Regions from separate parts of the Sus scrofa genome. Here regions 1 and 3 are each linked to region 2. A link is a contact called in public Hi-C and promoter capture Hi-C data. All regions are on one chromosome and are shown on one strand. The core of a region is the stretch at or near the end of the contact, and the rest is flanking DNA. Distances in the headings are between cores, read along the strand shown. Region 1 holds the start of NFIA (nuclear factor 1 A-type). Region 2 has its middle 74 kb from the start of TM2D1. Region 3 has its middle 87 kb from the start of NFIA.

Region 1 (3,030 bases), core at 411-2,910, 540 kb after region 2:
TCCAGCTAAGAGTTAGCAAGTCAGCAATCTTCCACACACACCCTCCACAGGGGTTGTTGTGGTAACAAGAAGAAATGTGAACTTGGCCAGTCTCAATATCCAGGTCCCTACTGACCATATGTCTAAGCAGCAAAATTCAAGGAAAATCAAGAAAAACATCCTCTTTCTCCCCCTTTTCCTTTCAAATGTACAAAACAGCTGTCAGTACACCTGTGAAACATTCTCTCTCCCTTAAAACTGTTGTTTAGAGTTCAAGAAGAGAGGCTTGTCTATTCCTTCAAAGTACCTGAAAAGCCAAAGCTTTTAAGATAATCAGAGTAAGAAGTTTTGCAATGCTAAGTATGCAATATATCACTTCCGAAAGCTCACTACGGTCCCATAGTTTTTAAGCCACATACTTTTAAAAGCTGAATCTCACCTTCCACAACCCTTAACAACATTCCTGAACTTACAAATAATAATTCATGCAAAGTTAAACATTTCTGTAGAAGAATTTAAAAAAAATAAAAAACTTTTCCCAAAAGGCAATGGAAGAAGGCATACGATTTACGCAAACAAAACAAAACTACACCAATTAGGTTTTCTTTTCTGAAACTCGAAAACTCTTTCCTATTATGCTTGCTAAATCCGGAAGAGCCTGTAGCTTTGACAGCTTGAACCACACCATCCCCTTCAGAGCCGCAGAGAACTTCAGATCTTGTCTGCCCCGCCCCCTCTGGCTACTGCGAGCCAGTGTACACCCAAGCTTCCTCATGATTGGATAAAGCTCTAGTCAATCTCCCAGGTTGTCCCATTGATTAGAGGATCGAATCGTCAATTACTCTCCGGTCCAGACATTTCTTTTCGGGTTAGGTTGACTGCTGAGGCCAGACGTCTTTTTACAGAACCGAGCACGTACAGGATTCCCCCCCCTCCCCTTTCTGGAACCGAGCAAGCACTTGGAGGAGAAAAAAAAATCTGTCAAGCTCAGCAATTTTTTTCAAATCTCAGGAAGAAAAAAAAAAGGAAACCCAGTCCCTAATGCACATAGCAAAATAAATAAATAAAAGCCATCCACAAAGCTACATCTTTAAAACAAAACCATCACAATAGACATTTACCCAGCAATCACGTCAGTGCATATGCAAGCTAGAGAAAATTTTAAGTCTTAGCCATTAACAAAACCATTCTACCATTATTGTTGTTTATAAAACGCATATCGTATAAACGCAAAATAGAAAGTTTAAGATGTACCACGTACCATTGCAATGTAAAAAGAGTACGTGAGAAACTTTAAAATGTTCAGACGAATTGCTTCATTTGTTGTCCCCCTTTTTTTTTTTTTTTGCATTAAAAAGATATCTTAATAAACTTGGAACCGTTGAAAACCCGGAAGAGATTTTTTTTTAAGCTGTTGGCCAATTGCAGGCTTCTTGGAGATTTTTTTTTTTTTTTTCTCCAAATCAGGAGGCTTCTGCAATTGCAATGCGCGCTCTCTGCCTCTCTCACTGTCTCTCCTCTTTTGAAAGCGATCCAACCCGGGCTGGCTGGTTCTCAGATTCTCTCTGGTTTTGCCTTGTGTGCTTTGGATTCTACGAGACTTTGCCGAAGTTGCAATCGGTTCGCAGTCCCTCTCTCCTCTCACTACCCGCTTGTTTATTTCCGCAATCGCTGCAATTTGCATAGTAACCACGCACGGGGCGCCGGGGCTGCCTGCAGAGGGGGCCCGGAGGGGGCAGGGAAAGGCCTTGCCCCCGCTCCCTCCCCCCGTCTCTCTCCCCGCCAGTCTCCTCCTCCCCCACGGCGTGTGGCCAATAGGAGCCCCGACATTCAGCGCAAGCTCGGGTCGGGACACCGTTTGGAAGAAAAGCCCCTGTGTTACTAGGCCCCGCTCACAGGACCGTGTTTTTGGCGCAGTAGGAGTTCCCCTGCTTGCGGACCTCGCAGCCGGTACTAGGGAGATGTGAGGCTATGATACCTTTGCCTGCGGTTGTGCGGGTTTTGCACGTTTTAATCAAGTCTGCACACCTGCTTTCTCGGTTTCTTTTTCCATAGCCTCTGGTGAGTTATTAGGTTAGTTCATGATGGTTAGTGAGAGATTTAACCTTTATTTGCACTGGTGTAGACCAAGAGTTAAAGATCCTCTTTGGATCATTAAATCAAGAGAGTGCAAAATGTCACCGAGAACTTGCAGTGAAATAAAGCTTCTACTCTAGCTTCAGAAAGGAAAAAGCATTGCCACTACTCTCTGCAGATGGCTGAACATAAAAATGGTTAGGTGGGCTCCCTCAAGAATAAAGCTGTTCCTTTAAAGCAGGAGATGCAGTGAAATTCGAATGTAATTGCAAGCGTTTAATTGGTCAATATCCTTACAAAACCTGGGTTCCACAAAATTTAATGCACTTCTCCACCTCCCATCCCCCCCAAAGGAGACCTGTTTCAACATTTAAAGGAGGTAGGGGGTTAAAACCCAGTTGCTGAAACATCAAATCCTTCATTTCACTGATTCGTCTTATATGATTAATCCAGACTCTTTAAGATCAGGTGATCAGGATATTTCAGTGTCAACCTTTTATGTGTTTGTTTTATGCAACAGACTAGGCATTGGTGCAGTGGTGGTGCAAGGGAAGTATCCCTTTAAATGGAAAGCATCACAACCAGGTATTGCCTTTTTTTTTTTTTTAATGTGTTTGCTTTGCATCAGTTAAGTAGCTTAGGACATTTTGCTGAATAACTGAGTGACTGGAAAATGTGTGCTTAAGCTCACTTGATAAAAATTATCCAGTAAGAAGTCAAGAGGAATAGGAAGCAACTTGGCGGTTGCCTGATTTTCTTAACTGTCCTTGGTGAAGTTACCTAATTAATTGATAACAGAACCTCGAGCAGTTAAATCAGAAGTTAGAGAATCCTCCTATTCTATTTTGAACCACATTTTTGGCTTTAGGCTTGCACTTTACAACCAGGTAACTGATGCAGCATTACTAGGAGGTACTATATTGTGACTGCCCTTGGTGTTAGGCAACATTTGCTGTTCTGGTCTGCCTCCGATAG
Region 2 (3,155 bases), core at 60-2,559:
TTGTTTGTAGCCTACAAACCCACAAGTTCAAAGACTGCCTTTTAGGCTTAAATAAAATGAATCCATAAGTTTAGCAACCGGTTGGCACCAACCCCAGGCGGCATTTGATTTTTGGAGTAAAGCAGCAGGAGCAGCTGCCTTAGCCCCTAGCAGGGGCTGGGACTGAAACTCAGGGACGGGACCACAGGTAGGTGGGGTAGTCAGCTTCCGCCAGAGAGAGCCAATCAGCTAAGCGTATCTGTGCTGGTCAAGCCGCAGTCCCGCAGAACAATTCTCTGGCTTTTGTAAACAAACGTCAGAGAGAAGGTCACGAAAATTTAGCCCCAAAGCAGTACTACCACCAACAAACTTGTTGGGGCGGGAGGGGAGTTGCGGGGGGAGGAGGATTGAGGAGGGGAACCTCGCCAAGCCTCAGCTTACTCATCCGCAAATTAAGGGCATCAGATGTAATGAGTGTTTTTGTTTGGTTTTTTTTGGGTTTTTGTAGGGCTGCACTTCTGGCATATGGAAGCTCCCAGCCTATACACCACAGCTTTATGGCAAGGTGGGATCCTTAACCTACTGAGTGAGGCCAGGGATCAAACCCGCCTCCTCATGGATACTAATGGACTTCTTAACCTGATGAGCCACAAGGGGAACTCCAGATGAGTGGTTCTTAATTAGTGCTACCCACATTGCAAATGGACCACTGGACTAGTCTAAGATGGTGCAGGATTTTTGTAGCAATTACTAGCCCTTAACAAAATGTCTGATTACTCACATTTATTCCTGGGTGGGGGGTGGGGGGCGCATTTGTTTTTATCACATTAGGTCTCTTGCTTAATTGAGTGTATTATCCTGTGTGTTGGATTCATTTGTTTGTTCATTCATCCAGCAGTTGGGCACAGTGACTCTGTGCTGGCCCTGAACTGGGATCAGAAATAGCCCAAATAGGGCTTATATTTAACTAGTGAAATCAATTCGTAGGTTATAAGAGGAGGCCTGAAGTCTTTTCTCCTCCAAATACGAATCCCGGCGCTGCATCCGATATGCTGCTCTGGATCTGGTGATGCAGATCTCTACCTGCCGAGTCCTGACCGCCAGCTCCTTACACGCCGCATTCTGATTGGCCGGGAAATTCACCAGCAGTTGTCCCCCAACCCCACCCCCATCCCACCCGGTTTCCGCGGCAGAAGAGGGATCGGCTTGAAGTACCTTCTGCTTCCTGTAGGTGGAGCCAAACCCCCTGGCTGAGAGGCTGCGGCCCCGCCGACGCTTCTCAACCCGCCTTCCCTCTCCTCTCTCGGGAGGCCTCCCTCCACGTCCCCACCAACCCAGTGCGTCGGAGGGGAAATCGTGCCAGACTAGGAGACGGCTGCCAGGTTCCTCTCAAGTCTTGGCTTAACAAAGGAAAGCAAATTACAAAAATGGAAATTTTCAAACCAGCGTTCAGTGGTATTCAGATCGACGTTTGGGTAGCACGCAGGCACAGACCGCATTCGTGCTATTTTGTGATTAAAATGATACCGAAAATACCGCCTTGCTTGGGTTTTCTTCTACGACGACCTGTTTCCCTCCCTCTTCTCATTTCCCCCCTTTTTTTTTCACGGAGGGGCAGCCCCCCCTGACCACTGCAGAACCGCTAACATCTGTTGAAATCTTGCTTCTCCTGACTTTTCTAAAGAGTTGAACTTGAAAAATGCCTGCGCTTTTCAGTCTGGAAAAAAAGCCAGATAAAGAAGTTTCTAGGCACCTTCCCAGGGCGTCCTGCGTTTCGCGTAAGGCGCTCTGAGTTCTCTGACAGAGCATCAATCGTCTTTGCATTTCACCTCGATGCGAGGACAACACCTGAAGGCGAACCCTGCCAGAAAAGCAGGCTACCTTGTTCCCCCCTCAGCTTGAGCTGTGCGCTCCGTCTCCTCCTTTAAAAATGGGTTTAAAGTGGCCCTTGAGTTGGGTCTTGAAGGATTTTACTTTAGGCTGGAGGGGTGGTTTTTGTTTTTGTTTGTAAACCTGCCCGCGTCCTCCTTGCTAATTTCTGCAGTTGCTAGACCGGCTCTGTCCCAAGTGGGTTTGTGAGAAAGGCCCTCCCATTGTTTGCACCCCCTACCCCCCCACCCCACACTGCACCGTGGTGTTGTGTTTTTTTTCCTCCTTGGAAGCTTTGACTGTCTCCTTCTTACACAGCTGTGTTTGCAGTGCCTGGAGACAGGTGGGGGGCAGCCTCTAGGCCAAAGCTGCCAATTCTCTCTCTAAGGACTGTCTGAATAGCTATTAAAATTTAAAGATCTCTCTCTCGCTCACACACACACACACAAACACGCTTTTTTCCCCCCCCCCCACACACACTTTTTTGGTGGCGTGGTCACTCACTAAGTCTGTTTGTTGTTTAGGAGGGGCTGTACCAGTAGCCAGACAGAGTCTAGAGGTCGCAGCCATTCTATTCTCTGTATCCTCCAGCCCACATAAGCATTACCTTGGGCCACAGCCTCATCTTTCTAGGCACCTTGGAAAACTGGGTCCAGTGGCCTTAGCTGGGTTGTGAGAAAGAGGACCACTCATCTCAACAGATAAATGTGAGCCATCTCCAGGCAACAGTCACAGTATGGGGATGTTGTGGGTTGGGGCCCATGCAAATGAGAGTTCTCTACTTGGTCAAAGGAGAGCAGAACGCTTGGACTAGATGGGTAGTGATGGCCAGACTTTGAATGGAAGCATGGCTTTCTGACACAGGATCAGACACCCTGTGGTTTCACCCCGATGGCTCTAGTTCTGAGTACCCAGAGTCCTCTAGGGACATCCTCTTAGAATTTCTCCCCCCTCCTTGCTCTACTTCACAAACTCTTGTTTGTCTTTCAAGAATTCTCAAATGCACCCCCCTTGAAGTCTTTCATAGCTATGCCTATGTGCCACTCGCCCTGAAGAATTAATCATTCTGTCATCTGTTCAATATAACTCTATTGCTTGAGCTATGTGACATACGACACTGTATTATGCATATTTTTATGCCTCTTTCTCCCTTGATAGAATATATACTCTTTGCCAAGGCAGGGAACATGTCTTATTTACCACATACCCCTCACACTAAAAATGCTCCGGAAAAAAAAAATCTCGTGGTCGAACAAATAAACATCCTTTGTTTTTAAATGCTTTCAAAGGGGAAATTTGTTTTCTTT
Region 3 (3,034 bases), core at 224-2,723, 630 kb after region 2:
CTCCTGTGTATCTCCTTAGCTTCCTCTCCTCCCTTCCTCTGGTCATAAAGAGTGAGCTATGGATCCACAAATGCCCATGCGTGGCTCTACCTTTGCGTCTGCCCTTCTCACTGCATGGAACTTGCATCCTTTAAAAAAATTTTTTTTTCCTGGCATACTCCTCCTTATCCTTTAAGGTGACCTTTATCCAGATTTGTTTCCTCTGGGAAGTCTTTTGTGACCCATCAGGCTGATTTGGATGTTTCTTCTCGGCATCCCCACTGCACCCTGGACGTAGCTCTCATCGCACTCCTCACACTGTACACTGACTGTGTATCACATGCCACTGTCTCCCAGGGACGGTGGGAAACAGTTGTGCCCTTTCTGTAAGGAGTTTTTGGGTGGATGTCAAGAAGGAAAGAAGCAAAAAGAACAGAGGGAGGAAATATACAGGCATCATATATGATGATACATTTTATTAAATTCAGATAGGGTGCTCTTCCTGGCTTTCCTATTTGAATCAATCGCTTTGTTTTGTTTCGTAGGAGTTGTTTTAAGAGAAAGTTTCGTGGTGTTTCAAGCTAGATAAACAATGTTTGTTTTCTTCTGATCTCAAAACACTTAGGAAACATTGCATGATGAGGTGGAAGAGAGGGGTGGTGAAGGTTTTGTGGAGGGTGAGCGAGAAGCAGAGGTTAGCAGCTGAGAGTGGGCTCTCCTGGCCCCGGTGCTAGCTGAAGCCTTTGGCAGGATGAGCATGATTTCTGTTAGGGATCTCAGAGCAACCAACTTCAGTCTCTGTGGACAGAAACATTTCCCTCCCAAGCATGTCAAGCTTAGGGTCTCGTGCTTACTGAATCTGACAGCTGGTAAAGCATCTTGTCTCCCAGGACTTGTCTTAAGTTTGCCCCTGAAAACTTCCAGGGGGAATGGCGTTTGTTCCTCAGGTTTATGCAACTCTTTCTAAGTATGTTGCTTACCTGCTGTTTCCTGTGAGTATTAAGTGTGCACCTGCTGAGCAGGAATTTTCCATGTCAGGTCTATTATTCTATGAGACTGAACCTTAATCGCTAACTCTCACCTATTCATAGAAAGTTTAAGCTTCCATCTCTCTTTTTTTTTCATTTCTTTTTTAAAAAAGTTTTATTGACGTACAGTTGATTTACAATGTTGCGATAAATTAGTAGCTTCTATTGCTGATTTGAAAAATGTATGCGTCACAAGAGGCCCTGTATGCTGGTCCCAAAGTGTGAAAGAAGCTTTTGGTAGATTGATTTCTGTTTGGGATTCCTCAGTGAAACATCGTCTATTCAGCCATCTAGCCAATAATCATTTTATGAAATCCTCTACAAGTCTATGTACTTATATAGGAGCAATAGGAAAGATACCTAAATCAGAGATACCTAAACCAGGGGATGGGTGGGAGGTAGGGGGCAGGGAAGGCTTCCTGGAGGAGTAAGTAGATGTCTAAGAGGAATGGGAGATAGCTCCTTGGCTAGGTGAGTGGATGGGCCTGAGGGACGGCTGTTCCAGAGAGATAGAACCACGTGGGTGAGTTGCACAGAGATAAGAGACAGCATGACGAGATTCAGGAACTTCGAGCAGGAAGAACAAAGCAACTTTTGCTTTTACTGAGCACCTTTCTTGTGCCGGATGCTGTACTGGGGTCATTTGGAGGGAGCTTTGCCCCACAATGACTACAGTGAAAGCCTGGTGCTGTGATGTTTACTAAGTATCACTCTTCGTGGAACATTTAATGACTAAGTTGGATGTAATGGCAGAGGCAATGGAGAAGCAAAAGAAAGAGAGACTAAATTTTATATATTGTCGACCACGCGCCAGAAGCATTATATTAAACTCCTCTGTGCTGTTCCATGTAGTGCTGTAGGAACACTCCGCATTAGAAAAGATGAAGAAATGGAGTCTTCGAGAAGACAAGCAAGTATACATGGCCAGCTCTTGGAACTAAAAAAACTGGCAGTCTTTCCACTAGGTCAGTCTGAGGATGACCAAGAAAAGTCTTCCCTTTGACTAATGGTTCTGAGGACCAGCCTCTCCCCTCTTTCCCCCCTGTGCCTGCAGAAACAGAACTTAATAATGGGAGCTATGGATACAGGGATTCCTTTCTGAAGAAGGGCCCCTAGAAAGGGAGCCTGGATAGAAAGCGGATGTCGGGGAGTTATGTCGGTTTGATGTTTTGGGCCAATTTTAACCATCATTTAAGACCCAGTTAAAATGGCCCCTCCTTTGATAACTCCCTGTTAACTCCACATACTTCCTTCTCTCTCTCCTCATCTGTTATTGCCTCACACTGATATATCTTTTTTCTTTTCTTTTTTGGCTGTACCTGTGGCATATGGAAGTTCCCAGGCTAGGGGTCAACTCAGAACTGCAGCTGCAGGATCTGCAAAGCCAGATCGAGCTGTGTCTGTGATCCACACAGCAGCTTGTAGCAATTCTGGATCCTTAACCCACTGAGCGAGGCCCGGGATGGAACCTGCATCCTCACGAACACCATATTGGGTTCTTAACCCACTGAGCTACAACAGGAACTCCCTCACACTGATACTTCCTCTGGTCTTGTAATTCATCTTTGTGTGTGCATGTCCCCTCTCCCCACCCCCAATTAACTCATAACCCCTTGAGGGCAGAGACCATCATAAACATGTTTTAAATCCTCTCTTCTTCCCCCATGTCCAGTGCAAGGCTGAAGAGTAAAGGTTTAACCAGTATTTCTGGTTGTTTGTTTCATGTAAAAGGCCACTGCAGGAAATTCTGAGCAAAAAGTATGCCAGAAATCACTTCACTTAGTTTGAGGACCAGGTGTTATACATTTATGACCTGTAGGAAAATTTAAATAGTGCCACAATAATTTGAAGCAACCTCATCAAGAGGCCGTGAATTTCTCCTCTTCTTCCATCTGGGTGGGCCTTATGATTTGTTCTGACCAGTTGAATGTGGTGAGGATGATGCTGTGTGGGTTCTGAGTCCAGGCCTCAAGAACCCAGCTGAGCCCAGCAGGACTGCCCCACTGAAACCAGTGCAAATTGCAAAC

What was found. Promoter capture Hi-C pulls out the DNA fragments that hold promoters and counts their contacts. A called contact is a pair of places that touch in the nucleus more often than the background predicts.
Region 1: a promoter capture Hi-C map of fetal skeletal muscle shows a contact between it and region 2, with 14 times the contacts expected there. The contact joins the promoter of NFIA here to the enhancer-like site in region 2. A contact is called at or near these places in 4 of 5 promoter capture datasets (fetal liver, fetal skeletal muscle, liver and 1 more), 5 of 47 Hi-C or Micro-C datasets (adipocytes, embryonic fibroblasts, epiblast stem cells and 2 more) and 1 of 2 datasets of contacts at active chromatin or transcription factors (skeletal muscle).
Region 3: a contact with region 2 is called in a Hi-C map of fetal liver, with 1.6 times the contacts expected there. The contact joins two enhancer-like sites. A contact is called at or near these places in 18 of 47 Hi-C or Micro-C datasets (alveolar macrophages, embryonic fibroblasts, fetal heart ventricle and 10 more) and 2 of 2 datasets of contacts at active chromatin or transcription factors (alveolar macrophages and skeletal muscle).

What each region holds. Positions count from the first base shown.
Region 1 is chr6:151,228,113-151,231,142 of Sscrofa11.1, forward strand. NFIA (nuclear factor 1 A-type) reads right to left here and starts at 1,661. Exons shown (of 11, transcript XM_021097780.1): 1 at 1,241-1,661. The coding sequence starts at 1,330.
Region 2 is chr6:150,687,887-150,691,041 of Sscrofa11.1, forward strand. No RefSeq gene overlaps it. Among named protein-coding and RNA genes, the nearest start is that of TM2D1, 74 kb to the left of the region's middle. Within about 2 kb of position 1,310, at least 38 of the 83 cell types and tissues checked have an H3K27ac peak or open chromatin away from gene starts, as enhancers often do. A contact at or near this core is called in embryonic fibroblasts, epiblast stem cells, fetal liver and 3 more, where this site is marked.
Region 3 is chr6:151,315,263-151,318,296 of Sscrofa11.1, forward strand. No RefSeq gene overlaps it. Among named protein-coding and RNA genes, the nearest start is that of NFIA, 87 kb to the left of the region's middle. Within about 2 kb of position 1,474, at least 2 of the 83 cell types and tissues checked have an H3K27ac peak or open chromatin away from gene starts, as enhancers often do. A contact at or near this core is called in fetal liver, where this site is marked.